Linked DNA regions of Delphinus delphis: region 2 is linked to region 1. The links are chromatin contacts, called in public Hi-C maps. All regions are on one chromosome and are shown on one strand. Each heading gives the region's core, a stretch centred on a gene start, on an enhancer-like site or on the middle of the called end of the contact. The rest is flanking DNA. Distances are from core to core; before and after follow the strand shown. Region 1 holds the start of MRPL16 (mitochondrial ribosomal protein L16). Region 2 holds the start of PRPF19 (pre-mRNA processing factor 19).

Region 1 (7,250 bases), core at 3,043-5,542:
GACTCCGTGCTTCCAATGCAGGGACTGTGGGTTCGCTCCCTGGTCTGGGAGTTAAGATCCCACATGTTGTTTGGCCAAAAAAATAAAAACAAAAAAGCAAACTAAGTATAACCAGATGTAAGTTAGATCACTAAGTAGAACTCAGAGAAGGCTATCAGAAATCAACTTTAGTTTACCCTTCTACTATTTATCCAAACCAACTCTGTAAGGCTGGGGTTTTTTTTGCATTTTTCATTACTCTCTGATATTAAAAAAAAAAAGTTGTGTTGTCACTTCTAGCCACAGAGAACGTATTGATTTCAGTAACTAAAATGTCCAAAACTGTGTAAAAATCAAAACTCTGAATTGCATTTGGAGGTAAAGCTGCTCCCCGCTCCCAGCTCAGCCCAACGCCAGATAGAAAGTGGTGAAAACAAAAATGGAGGCAAGGGAAGAGGGCTCTTATTTCCTCACTTCTGCACATTTACCAATCACTTAAGACCTTTTCTACCCCTGACCCCTCACCTCTGACCCCTTTGGGATGGCTTACCGTCATGGTACCTGTTATGAGTTGACTTGTATCCTCCTCTCCCCTGAAAAAAACATAAGTTGAAGTCCTAACCCCCAGCACCTCAAAATGTGGCCTTATTTGGAGAAAGGAGCTTTACTGAGGAAATCAAGTTATAGTGAGATAATTAAGGTGGGCCCTAATCCAATAAGACTAGCGTTCTTATAAAAAGGGGGAATTTGGACACATGACAGACAAACATAGAGGGAAAATGATATGAAGAGACACAGGGAGAAGACGGCCATCTACCAGCCAAGCAGAGATCCTTCCCCACAACCCTCAGAAGAAACCAACCCTGCTGACACCTTGATTTCACACTTCAAGCCTCCAGAACTGTGAGGCAATAAAATTCTATTGTTTAAGCCACCCAGTCTGGGGTACTTCGTTACAGCACCCAACAGTACTGACTCGGGTCCGGGTATATATGGTGCTTTATGGAGTCTTCAGAGGACACACACACACACACACACACACACACACACACACACACACACCCTAACCCTAACTGCTGAGGACATCTCAGTTCCCTTGACGCAGGCAAATTCATCTCTGCTAAACGGTTGGCTGTTTGCATATAATTCTTCTCACAGGCCCTGGACATCCATCATTACACCTCTTCCACCTTCTTTCTCCTTGTCTCTCCATGGGGTCCCGTTGGACAGGATATAAGAAAACCGTAAACCCACACACTGCACTGGGGTCCGCATCTGGTCAACAGGATATTCACACCTTTGACCTGCCATCAATAGTAGTGTGGCTACTTCTCTCTACTCTGATGTCACAGGCTGCTTTGATCAGCCTCCAAACGTAGACTTTCCCGAGCCCGTGTCAACACCAACCCCCTTCAAACTGCAGAGGCCTCATACCAAGCTCTCTGCGCGGTCCTGAAGTGTCTCTCACTAGGCTGGATGGCTCACCTCATCCCTAACCATTGGAGAGGGGAAGTGAAACTCACAGTATGTCAGCTCTGTCCAAAGAAATCTTTATTGTCATTGCCAGTTTCCACTTCCTTTCTTGATTTTTCCAGTGCTTTTTACAGGCTGAAGGAGAGTGGGTAGCTAAGAAGAGCAAAGCCACTTCCAACCAGCTCCTTGATAAGTCCAGCCTAGGAGGCCCAGCTCCTCACTCTGGAATACGGGGATTACCACATACCTTGGGCCCTCAGGCAAAACTAAGTCAGAAGCAATTCTGCTTTAAAACCCTGTTATAAACATAACACTGGATGTGGTTTTTCACCTTTCATATTGGCAAAGCTCTAAAAGAACGTTCATATCCTTCCTCAGAAGGGGTGTTTATAAAGTCACACTGATACATTGTTGGTGAAGGCCCGTTTCACGCAATTTGATGAGGTAAAATGATTTTAAATGAACATCCCTTTGATCCAGTGATTCTTCTTTGGAATTTGCTCAAAAGAAATACCAAAACAGTACGCAAATGGTCTGTATAAGGATGTTTATTACAGCATGGTCTATAATAACAGACTTGTAAATAACTTGACTAAGCCACAATAGGGAATCATTTATTATGGTGAAAAAATTCATAGGAATACCATGGATCTAGTCCGTAAACGCCAAGACAAAAGCATGAACAGTAGTCGGCATTGTTCCCTCTTCTTGGCCAAACAATTAGGACTAGATCCATTCTTCGTGCCTGTTGACTTACTCCCTGAGAAATGCTGGAAATAGCTCTCCTGTAAAACTCTATGAACTCCCCAAGTTGGGACTGACTCTAATTTAGCTGGAAAGCTCTGGAATATGTGTAGACACATTCATTTTTCTCATGGCAGTAAGGTGTGTATGTGTATGTGTGTGTGTGTCTGTGTGTGCCATTTAAGTCAACAACCGGACCTGGGACTGGGCTACAAGTTTCTGTTATCTCTGGATGTTTAAATAAGAAGATTAAAAACTGAGGTGTTAATTTTTATACAGGTGGGAAAAATATACATCCCAGTGAGTACTGGCCTGTATAGTCCAGAAACAATGCCTTGTACCTATACTCTACTTTTTAAATTTTCAAAGTGCTCATAGAGCACTGATTCCCAAACATGATTGGGCATTAGAATCACTCGTGGGGCTAGTTCACAATAGGACTTCCTGAACCCCACCTTTAGAGTTTCTTAGTAAGTGGGGACCAGATATTTACATTTTTAACAGAGGCCTCAGGAAAGTTCAAAGACCAACTTTTGGGAGATGTTAGCAAATGCATTCCAATAAAAGTAAGTTCATCAAGGTTCTTAATCCTACTTTGCATCATACTGTGTAGCAAATCGTGTAATCCCTGAACCTCAGTCTCCTACAAATAACAGCCATAGAACTATCAGAAGAGAAGAAAAATCGAAGGGAAAAATGATTTTCTGTGATCAGGGAAGACCTCAGGTCCATCCTTCGATTTTTCACAGCCCTTTATTTAAACTTCTCATATCTCAACGTTAGCTAATTGTATTCTCATCATATCATCCCTACATAAATATAAATTCATAAAGGGTCACCGATTTTTCATATTTGTATCCTCCATTGTACTTAACACAACTCTTACAAAGAAAAATAGACATTATGGTACTCCTTAAATGTAGAATTTTGAGTTAATTTTTAGTTCTTTTAAAATAAGCAATGAGGTAGAAATTTTAGGGCACCAGAAGACTTAGAGACCAATCAAAGAGTGATTGTACGGCAGCTTTATTCTCCATCCAAACAATCTTATACAATATTCAGCTTGAGATTTTTAAATACCTGAGTACATCTGAATCTCCCACTTTCGGTGGAAGGGAGAGGGGAGCACAGAAGGGCTGCCCAGAATCTGACACGGGCTGAGGGGGCGGGGGCAGTTGAACCTTTTAAAACTGCTCTTGGGACAGAAATGATTGGCTGTAATAAAATTCACTAACTCTTTTGATACAGAGTCAGTGTGCAAATAATTAAGAAGTACATAAAACTGTGGACAGGGAGAGTTCTTCCAGTAGCTTTGCGAGATTACAGGTTTTATTTGTTGCCATTTACGATATTAATCCTTGGAGAAAGACCACGCACAGATTTAGCATGATTTAAATACAACAGACATCTGCCTCAATTGGTAATCCCATCGGTATCCTAGAAGCTTGGAAAGAGACACTCTCTCTTTCTAAATATTAAAAAGCATCATGCCCATAAAAATGAGTTGCCCAACATTCTCCCAGAAGAATTATACCTTTTTTCATTTTAACCTGATATCGAGTCATATTGTCCGTTCACTGGGGTCTGTGGAGTCACACCGACTGTGCTCAAATACTGATTGTACTGTTTTCCTGCTGTGTGACCCTAGGAAAGTTAAATCCTTTGACCTTCGAGATGGAATCTGCAAAGTGGGTGCAATGACTTACTTATCGCACGGATTCGTTGGGAGGACTAGACGCAAGGATGAGGTACTCACCGCCCGACACCGTGCAAGAGCCCAGGAAATGTTAAGACAGTGATGAGTCCTTCGCTTTTTTCTAACGTCTTGCGGGAGAGAAGGGGGCTAGAGACGCGGCGTAACGTAGTGAATTGTAAGGAACCAACTTGCCATACGAACCCAGGCTTTCTCAGCATGGTACTGGGGGGAGAGAACCCCCTGCCCTGCCGCCCTCACCTCCGGAGAGACCCCGGAAAGAACGCGGGGCGGGACCCGCACACACCAGGCCGGAACCCACGTTCCGAGGCTCCGGTTTCTTCCGCTTCCACCCGCCCTCACTGCAGGGGGGACCGGCGCGAACGCAACTTCCGGCCCGACCAGGTGGGAGCCGGAGCCGGTTCCGGCGTGTCTCGAGAGTGCCGCGTTCCGCGCCCGCGTCGAAGTGTTCGCTGCGGTCGCCGTGGGGAGCCCGACGCGACCGCACGCGCGTGACCATGTGGCGGCTCCTGGCTCGCGCCCGCGCGCCCGTCCTGCGGGCGCGTTTGTTAGGTCAGAAATCCCCTGATCCCTCCAGGCCTTGCCTCTCTCCACACCCCTCCCCCGCATCGGGTATCTCGCACGGTCCCAAGACTCTGCGCACGGTTGCGGAAGCGCGGGGAAGGGGCTGCCCTTTGCTGCCGCCCCTCCCGCCATAAGATTCGTGCAAAAGGGTCAACAGCGTTCGTGCAACCTGGGGATCGGCGCCCAGAGTCCCCGGCTTGTCCTTTGGGGGCGGGGGGTAGTGCCTGTGAGCCCCTTTAGTGGAACCCACGTCCCAAACCCACAGGACACCTCTGTCAGGAGCGTATTTGGCCCAGAGTGTACCAAGCCCTGGCCTTCGTCGTTTAACTTGATCTGTCTTTGTAGATTCTTGGGCAGCGCCGCCCGCCAGCGCTGGCCTAAAGACGCTGCTCCCGGTGCCCACTTTTGAAGGTGAGAGCTTATCCGTTTTCCTGTTTGTAAGCCTTTTCTGTGATGGAACCCAGCAGAGGATAGGTAAAGAGTAGGCGTGTTCTTGTGCCCCCTATCCCCATTCACCCATTCAGTAATTATGTATTGAAGACATACTGTATGCCAGGCAGTGTTCTAAACGCTAGAGAGAAATCGAAGAACAAGAGACTCAAAAAGACTCCTGCTTTTAGGGAGCCAACCTGTCATGGGATATCTCCCATATGGCCTACCACTGGTGCGTGGCCCACAGCTGCCCACTCAGCTAAACCTAACTGGCCTCAACTGAGACTTTTGATGTTTTCTCCAAATGAGGTTACACATGTGCAGGCAGCAACAATATTATGTGAAAAGCATTAATTTGTTAATATAAACAATTAAGGTAAGCCACAATTTGGTATATCTAACTTACCTTTTTTTTTTTAATATATTGGAAATCTCAAAAAAAATGAGAGCGGCCTTGACCTCTGAGGGCCTTATCTTCTACACATAATTGAGAAACTACTACATGCACTGGAGTACATATGGCCGTGGAGGCAAGAGAAAGCATTACTAAGTTTCTGTGTAGCTACATATAGAAATGGCAGGGGGCAGTTTCTGTAGCCCTTAAAGTCTCCTGTTTTATACTGGACTCCATCACAGAGCCATGCTTGTTTTACTGTAGAAATACTTTAGATGACTTACAAGTTAATTTTTTTTTTCCATATTGTCAAAACGTCAGACATGATAAAGACGTAGCATGTCTGGCCCCTCACCCAGCAACCACATTGTAGTACAGGCCTCAGCATGAAAAGCCCCTGTATATATAAAGCAAAGAGCACTGATCAAAGGAGTACTAGGTTGTAAGTTTCCCAGCAAGAATGGGCAGAGCAGGAGAACTTAGGTATTTTGATGTACAATATAGTATCCTTTCCACTGCCTCTTATCAGAGAGGCAGTGTGGTATTTTTTCTTAAGTGACATAGTGTCTAGCTTTTCTGTTTTGACTGGATGACCCGAACCAAATTATAAAATGTCTCTAGGCCTGAAGTTCCTCTTCTATAAAATGGACTAAAAATACCACCTGCCTAATGTTGTGTTTCTTGATGTGGATGTTATGTGGGTGTGTCTGTGTGTTCACTTTGTGGTAATTCACATTTTTTTATGGGGCCCTTTGATACATGTGTGTTAAACTTTTAAAGGTTTAAAAACATTAAAAAGGAAGCCCTAAAAGATACCAAGGCTATCAAGTTGTTTTAACGATTAAATGAGATGATGCATGTAAAGCACTCAGCTCAATTCCAGCACTTAGTAAACATTCACACACACACAAATGTTCCCTAGTGTTACTTTGTGACACTCTCATACCTTCGTACCTTCTCTAACAGTCCCTCTTTCGGTGTTAGGTACAGAGTCGGCATTTTAAAAAAGCATTTTGGTTTGAAGGTTAAAACTCTGCTCTTAAAAGGTTCAAAAACATTTGCATCAACCACTGTCGTAATCAGAAGATTCCAGTGTCAGCGAAAAGCATCCACAAGATAAACCTCACACACTTCTGGAATTGCTGTTGAGTGGTAACTTTAAGACTTTGACCTGATTGTTATAAATCTTTCTAGGAAGAAAATGAATCCTTTGAGATGTGTGGTTTGACTTACTCTTGGTTGTCTGTGCTCCTTTTAGATGTTTCCATTCCTGAAAAGCCCAAGCTTAGATTTGTTGAAAGGGTACCACTTGTGCCAAAAGTGAGAAGAGAGCCTAAAAACCTGAGTGACATAAGGGGACCTTCCACTGAAGCCACTGAGTTCACTGAAGGCAGTTTTGCGATCTTGGTGAGTCCAGCGTCAAGCGGCTGTAGGACGGAAGCCAGGGATTAAAATAGACTCCTTGAGTTCATTCTCGTCTCTTCCTCCACAGGTTTTACTAGAACTGCCACTAGTTGCTCTTTAAACTGATGAGCAGGACCCAGTAAGCATTAAGTCATAAATGTTTTTTGTTTTACATAGAGTGAAAATAATGTAAAAGCAGAAGGAAGAGGGTACCTAACTTACCCCATAGTTAGACCATGAGATTTTCTCAAGCCTCTGGTCAAAATAAAACTATCCATGTTTTAGTACATGGGACAGATGTTTCCTTACTCATCAAGTAGCTTCCGTGAAGACTTGACGTCAGTACCTACACACATGGCTATGGACAAGGATTTAGTTCCCATCAGGCAGCCAGAGTGATGTTTTAACGTCCGATTCCCACAGCCTGCACGATCAGCCCCTGCCAGCCTCTCAGAACGCAGTCTGTTCCCCATTCCTCTCTCTACTCCGGCCACACTGGCTTCTGCCCAGACTCACCAAGCCACCTGCTGCGCCAAAGCCTTCGCA
Region 2 (7,250 bases), core at 1,248-3,747, 360 kb before region 1:
CTGCACTGGGTCTTAGTTGCAGCACAGGGGATGCCGTGTGCAGGATCTTTGTTGTGGCATGCGGGATCTTTAGTTGCGGCATGCGGGATCTAGTTCCCCGACCAGGGATTGAACCCAGGCCCCCTGCATTGGGAGCGTGGAGTCTTAACCACTGGACCACCAGGGATGTCCGTTTCACTTCATGATTTTAGTGCTTTTCTAAAGTATAGGAAGATGCAAGAATTGGGGTCATAAAAATTCTCCTGTTACATCTAAGGGCCTGTTTTGTGCATTTTTCCAAAGCACAGCGTGCCTCATCCTGTTCTTTGTCCTGAATTCTTTTCAGGGTGAACTGTAGGGCTGCGATTATAGTGGCTAATGATTTAATCCTTATAGGACTGGATGATAAGTGACATTCTTTGTTGCACACAGACTACACATGAGTAGCAATCAGTCTGTCCCCATGTCAGATTGTTTCTTTCCTTCAGATGTTTCTCAGACACATCCATCTTCCTCTGGACCTTCATCACTTCCTGCCTTGGCTAAGGGTCTCTTTCTTCCAGAACAGGCTCTGGTAGCATCCTGGGCAACACCTTCCAGCCTTTCTCACAGTTGCAACTTCACATTTGCTTGTGAGATCGTTTTTGATTTGTAGGACTACCAATCTCATGTCACTTGGATTTTCCTGTGCAGGAAATATAACTTTTTTTTTTTCTTATGACAAGTTAATTTCTTTTCAACTCTCTTTTCCATCTGAGTGGTAGGAACACTCTTAGTTCAGGGTTCTTCCCACCCTTGTTTTACAGGTTGTACACACCTTTTGGAAAATTAACATAGGGCCAAAGCGTGGAGGGGAAGAATTCACCTAATCCTCTTAGTTGTTTGAGCTGCATTGTCCTGGTTAATCCTCTGTCAGTTGTCCACACAGGTTGCAACTAAATCTTCCTGGGAAATGGAGCTTCTGAGTTATTGACCAATGTGTACCTTTGCTTCCCAAGGAGCAGCAGCCTTGGCCTGGGGGAGCAGGGCATAGAGTTCCAGTCTCAAGAACCCACTGACAGCTATGCATACAGCCCATTCCCCCACCTCTTTCCTTCCCAGCCTTAGGTAATCTTTATCTCCTTTGTGGGGAGATTGAGACTGGGGGCAGTGGGGAGGAACCTGAGATCATGTTCTCACCTGTAATAGTTACTCCAAAATCAATTGCCCCGAATCCTTTCTATTCCCTGAGGGGCTTGTTTTGAAACTCAGAAGCCTTGAAATGACTCCCCATTTCCTCCATCTTCTGTCACAGCCATAAGCTCCCCAGCACAGGGACACCTCTGGTTTTGCTCAGAGTGCTATCCCCAGTATCAAGTACAGAGCCTGACTAGCACATAGTGGATACTCAATAGATTTGTCCAACAAATGAATTATTGAGTCTTTCTCTCTCCCCCTCCAACCCATCCAGTTAATGTCTTCCAGAGGAATCTTCTGGAAATGTGGTTATCACTCCATAGCTGATCTGCTGTCCGGCTGTGAACCCAATCAAGTCTAACCACCTCAGGTTCAAGGTCCCCTCTAAACGGATCCATTTTATTTCCTACCACATCCAAGTACTTACGATGCCTGGCCTGTCACGCAGCCTGTTATTCAACCAACAATAGTTATGACGTTCCTGCTCTGTGTTGGGCACCGTGTTAGACTCTGAGAAACAACAGCGACCGGAACAATCATGGTTTCTGCCATCACGGACTTTATGGCCTAGCGGAGAACCCAGACAGCAAACAGATACTTGTACATAATTAAATAATTAAATGAGTATAGTTATCCAGAGTGGCTCAGGGGAGAATGACAGGGCACCGTGACTAAAATTCAGTCAGGGGTCAAGAAAGACGCTCCAGAGGAAGTACCATTTAAGGTGTGATTTGAGTTTACTTTGGAGCGGATGGGAGGGGAGGGAAAGAAGAGAGGGAGTTGAGGAAAGTGTTCTGGGCAAACATAACTGGAACCAGCCAGAGTGGGTAAGTTTGAGGACTTAAAAGGCCAGTGTGGATGAGCAGAAGGTGAGGACTTGCCCAAAATCACACAGCAAATTGGTAGTAGAGGCAAGACCAGAACAGTTTCTTGGCCAGTGTTAGTTTCTCTACCCATCTGCACCTGCGCCTACTTCACTGGGTCTTTCAAAGCGTATTCCGAGAAACACTTGCCCGAGAATCACGTGGGGCACGCACTGACAACGCATACTCTCTAAAGTAGACCCCAGGAAGATACATTTTAAGAAGTTCGTTAAGAAATTCTCGCATACACCAAATTTTGCAAGACTACGGTCTCACGGTCCCCGCCAGCTCCGGTCTCAAAAGGGTGTCGCTGAATTGATTGGCTTTAAAGTCCCACTGCGTCATGGGAAATGTAGTTTCGGTCTCCTTTCCTAGCCCCTGGGAGCGCTTTACGGAACGAGCCGAGAGGGCCCGGAAATAGCCGAGTAGTTCCTGGCGCGCCCTTTCCTGCCCGATTGCATTCTGGGAAAGGGCAGCTTCCGTTAAGTGCCCGAGGCTGAGGCGCGCGACCGGTCGCGGTCCCACGTGAAGCCCTAAGCGAGCGTCGCTCGGCGGGGCTGCTCCCCGCTCTTAGCGGAGCGTGCCGGAAGCAGCGGGGAACCGGAAGTGGCCCGCGGAGGCTCGGAAGCTGATCCCGGAGCCCGGTGTGAGGAGCCTCGGAACGCAGCGACGGCGCCATGTCCCTGATCTGCTCTAGTGAGTATTGGCTGCGGCCGATCTCGGGTCGCAGGAGGCCGGAGAGCCGAGCGGGAGGATATGCGGGCCGCTGCGACGCCGGGGTTGGGGCGGAGGTGAAAATAGGGCTCCCGGGAGGCAGGGCGGCGGCCTGTCAGCCCGGGGGTCCTCCTTAAGTGGGAGGTGCATTTGCGCTGCGCTTCACAGTTTACATAACGCCTCAAGCGTATTGTCGCAGGCAGCACTGAGGCCACCCATCTCGTTTGCGCAGTGGAACTGAGGCCTGGATAGAGGGGAGCAGGTGCAGGGGAAACAGGAAACCCTAGGGCTTGTGCAGGATCCGCCTCCGCTGGCGCAGGGATGCGGGCCTCAGTTTCCCCATCTGCAAAATGAAGGCCTTGGCACTGGATGTTGTCTGAGGCGCCTCGCTTGGGTAGGCAGAACTTCTGCAATTTGCAGAAGTCGCACAGTAGGTTAGAGGCAGTGACAGGGCTGGAAGCCAGGTCTCTGTTGGTTTACAGCGCGCTTGCAAGACTGTGATCTCGTTATATCCTCATAAGAATTCTCCAGAGCAGAAATAAACATCTGGTTTTACAGATAAGGATGTAAGGCTCAAGGAGAGTGTGGCTTTTGTAAAACAGTACAGCTAGGAAGTGGCAGAGCTGCATGATGGAGCCAGGTTCTCTGACCCTGAATCCATGCTCTTTTCACATACCTTGTCCTGTCTTTCCTTTAGGTGTTTTATTGAGGCGTGCAGAGGTTTTGCATTCTCATTGTTCATCCGGGTATTAGATTCTCATTTTTCTCTCTCTTGGCTTCCTAACTCTCAAGCCCTTTACTCTTCTCAGAACCTCTCCGTAAATCCAATACAAAGGGAAGACGGAGCGAAAGGAAATGTGACTAGAAAAAGGAACCTTACGCCTTAAAGAAATGACGGTGTGCAAAGTATTTTCACATTCATTGTTTGAACCTTGAGAAAGCTCTTTTCTGTTTTTCCCAGCTCCGTCCTTCCTGTCATTTGCTCATCGTTAGATGTTTACTGAGTGCCCGCTGGGCATCTGCATTGTTCTGGAAGGCAGAGACCAGCTATAATCCCTGTCCTCGAGGGGTGTAAATGATAGCTCTGTCGGGGGTTGTTGTGAGGATGAGTTAAGCAGTGGAGAATGTTTACAGTCGCCCTTGGCACCTAGTAAACACCGTGTAAATGCTTTTCGTTATCATAGCACTTGGTACCTCGCTTTGTAATTTCTCTGTTTGAGAATCCATCTAGGCTCTAGTTTGAGACTTGAATGGCTTTGTGTGTATCTCTCTGTCCTGCGGTATAATGGGTGCCTAAGCATCTTTGTTCAAAAATGAGATGGGTGGGGACTACTGACTGCTCTCTAGGTGCCTGGCTTTAGTAGTCCTGTAATAATTATTTATTGACTATCTGCCTGTCAGGAGACTGATGGAGAAGCTAGTTAGGTGGCTGGAAGATGTTCTGGGTACCGTCCGAAACTGGCTCGGTGTCACGTCTCAATTGCTGTTAGCTGAGTGTAGGGACGTGTGGTCTTGTGGCGGCCAGTAGTAGGTGGAGCATCCCTGTGGCCCTTTCACCACCCCAGGCTCACTGCCTGCCTTTTCTCCGCAGTCTCCAATGAAGTACCAGAGCACCCGTGTGTGTCCCCTGTCTCTAATCACGTCTACGAGCGGCGGCTCATTGAGAAGTATATTGCAGAGAATGGCACGGATCCCATCAACAACCAGCCTCTGTCCGAGGAGCAGCTCATCGATATCAAAGGTGCCTGCTGGCCGCCTCAGTCCAGGGCCGTCCTAGCCCAGGGCCTGGGAGGGTGGGAGGGGGTGCCCACGCACTCAGGGAGGGGACGGTGGTCGGTTAGTGCAGGCTGAAGGGGAAGAGCGGGGGAGGGGCAGAGTGCCCTGGGCTGTGGGTTTTCACATCCACCTTCCCTCTCTTGGCAGTTGCTCACCCAATCCGGCCCAAGCCTCCCTCAGCCACCAGCATCCCAGCCATTCTGAAAGCCTTGCAGGACGAATGGGTAAGGCCCTGGAAGAGAACTGGTATCTTACCCACTTGAAAAGAAGGGATCACTGGGGCTTCCCTGGTGGCGCAGTGCTCGAGAGGCCGCCTGCCAATGCAGGCGACACGGGTTCGTGCCCCGGTCCGGGAAGATCCCACGTGGTGCGGAGCGGCTGGGCCCGTGAGCCATGACCGCTGACCCTGCGCATCCGGAGCCTGTGCTCCGCAACGAGAGAGGCCACAACAGTGAGAGGCCTGCGTACCACAAAAAAAAAAAAAAAAAGAAGGGATCACTGGATTAGGACGTGGGGGTGGGAGGGATGGAGCATTACTTTCTCTTTTGAGGGGAGGGTGAGAGCAGAAGAGGAGCCTGCTTCTTGACCTCACACAGATCTGGGCTCCACGCTTTGTTCCTTGCCCACTTGCCTTGTCCCTGGGCAAGTTGCTCGTATCCAGGTCCTGCTTTTCCTGACCGTATGACATGGATTAGTGCCTCTCTCTCAGGGTTTGGGGAGAATTAGAATAAGATTAGAGTATAAACTTCATGATGTCAGGGGCTTATTTTACTCATCAATAGAGCCCCAGCACTGAGAGCAGCGCCAGGTACATAGTAGGTGCTCTAAAGTGTGAATGAACGACTACATCTTGAGGATTGTCTGACGTAGTGCCTGACGCAGTGAGGGCAATCAATAAATAGCAGCTGTAGCATTTTTATTCCCTTTGACAAGGTGACGGCACGACATCTGAGATGTGCCGGTAAATTAGAGAAGATGGGAATGGGAAAGAATTGGCTCCCACTCCTGTCTGTGTGCCCAGGGTTTGGCGTGCGTAGGAGCTCGGGGGCATCTCCCAAAGCGTTCAGAGTTACTCAGATCTTGCTCGGGTCACCGGTACTGGTCTAGTCTTCTTATCAAGGGCTGACTCTTCTGCTGGGTGCTCCTCGTGCCTCCCCCACCCCCTCAGTGGCATCTCCCTCTCCCAGGACGCAGTCATGCTCCACAGCTTCACCCTGCGCCAGCAGCTGCAGACCACCCGCCAAGAGCTGTCCCACGCTCTGTACCAGCACGATGCCGCCTGCCGTGTCATCGCCCGTCTCACCAAGGAAGTCACTGCTGCCCGAGAAGGTAGAGCCTCTCGCCTGCCATGCCCCACTCTGGGCTGGGCCTGTTTTATAATAGCCTGTTTCTGACATTGTCTTCTCTCCCAGCTCTGGCTACCCTGAAACCGCAGGCTGGGCTCATCGTGCCCCAGGCTGTGCCGAGCTCCCAGCCTAGTGTTGTGGTGAGTGTCCCCCCAGCCTCGCCAGCAGCCCGCGCACACGTGTGTATGTGTGTGTGTATGCGCACGCGCGCACGGTGGCTCACACAGCCCTCCTCTGCAAGGCTCTCTGGCATTTCTGTGCTCCTCTCACCTTCACCTTTCTGCTCTTCAGGGTGCAGGCGAGCCGATGGATTTGGGCGAGCTGGTGGGAATGACTCCCGAGATTATTCAGAAGGTATGTCGTGCTCTCACTTGGTGGGAAGGCTGATGGGTCCTCCCTTTTCACTATCTGCCTGGAGTCCAATACGAATAAAAATCCCATCCATTTGGAGATGAAGTCGAGTGGCACAGAGCACAGACTCCGACCAGGCTGCCTGGCTTTGTGTTTTGATATCACCAGTTATAAGCTTTATGACCTTGGGCTGACTTAACCAGTCCTGTGTCTAATTTGCCTTCTGAAGTGAGGGTAATGGTACCTGCTTTATAGACTTGTGGGAATTTTACAGATTTTTATTACTCTTAAGTACCGTTTGTTGCTCTCATTACGGTTCTTTGCAGACTAAAACATTTTGTTACACGTTTTCTTTTTTTTTTTTTGAGGGAGACAGAACAGGAGTGATCATTTTCATTTTACAAATGAAGAATCTGTAAAGAATGTGAGGTTCAGATTCAAAGGCACAGCTCACAAGAGGCAGAGCTGGCCCCTGAGTCCAAGTCCAGTGCTCTGTTATACTCAGGGGATCCTCCTTAGTACGAGTTGATAGTGTGTGTCTTTTCCAAGCCGTTCAGGTTGTCAACATGCATCTCAGCTCTCATCTTAGTGGTGCAGGCGTGGTCTGGGAACCGTGCCATTTATTGCCTCTGGCCTTGGGCAAGTGACTTCACTTCTCTGAGGCTCAGTTTCCTACTCTGTGAAATAGGGTCATCAGCACCCACTTCATAAGGTTGGAATGAAAGTAAACAGAGATCGTGCGCAGAAGCCTTTAGTACAGAGCTCGGCAGGTGATGAGTTCCTGGCGATGCTCGTGAAAGCGTAGATGTGACAGCATTCGCCGTGTTGTTTTCCTGGCAAAATAATTTGTCTCACGTTGAGCCTATTCCCCTCTCTCTTCCCCAGCTTCAAGACAAGGCCACTGTGCTAACCACAGAGCGGAAGAAGGTGAGTCCTCCCAGGGTCAGGGGCGGGAGCTGGCCTGGAGGACGTGGCTGGCCCCTTAGGAGGAGGGGGGATGGCCGAGTCCTGCACTCACTCCCTCTTTTCTTGGGGGGCTTTTTCT

What was found. Hi-C and Micro-C count contacts between places; a contact is called where the count stands out from the background.
Region 2: a contact with region 1 is called in a Hi-C map of lung, with 5 times the contacts expected there. The contact joins the promoter of PRPF19 here to the promoter of MRPL16 in region 1. A contact is called at or near these places in 2 of 3 Hi-C or Micro-C datasets (lung and muscle).

The regions. Positions count from the first base shown.
Region 1 is chr8:99,770,715-99,777,964 of mDelDel1.2, reverse strand. It overlaps MRPL16 (mitochondrial ribosomal protein L16), which reads left to right and starts at 4,292. Exons shown (of 4, transcript XM_060018966.1): 1 at 4,292-4,462; 2 at 4,820-4,885; 3 at 6,559-6,707. The coding sequence starts at 4,408. The region is part of intron 10 of STX3 (syntaxin 3); the gene reads right to left.
Region 2 is chr8:100,127,822-100,135,071 of mDelDel1.2, reverse strand. PRPF19 (pre-mRNA processing factor 19) reads left to right here and starts at 2,497. Exons shown (of 16, transcript XM_060018975.1): 1 at 2,497-2,714; 2 at 4,324-4,473; 3 at 4,656-4,732; 4 at 5,696-5,837; 5 at 5,921-5,994; 6 at 6,146-6,208; 7 at 7,091-7,132. The coding sequence starts at 2,696.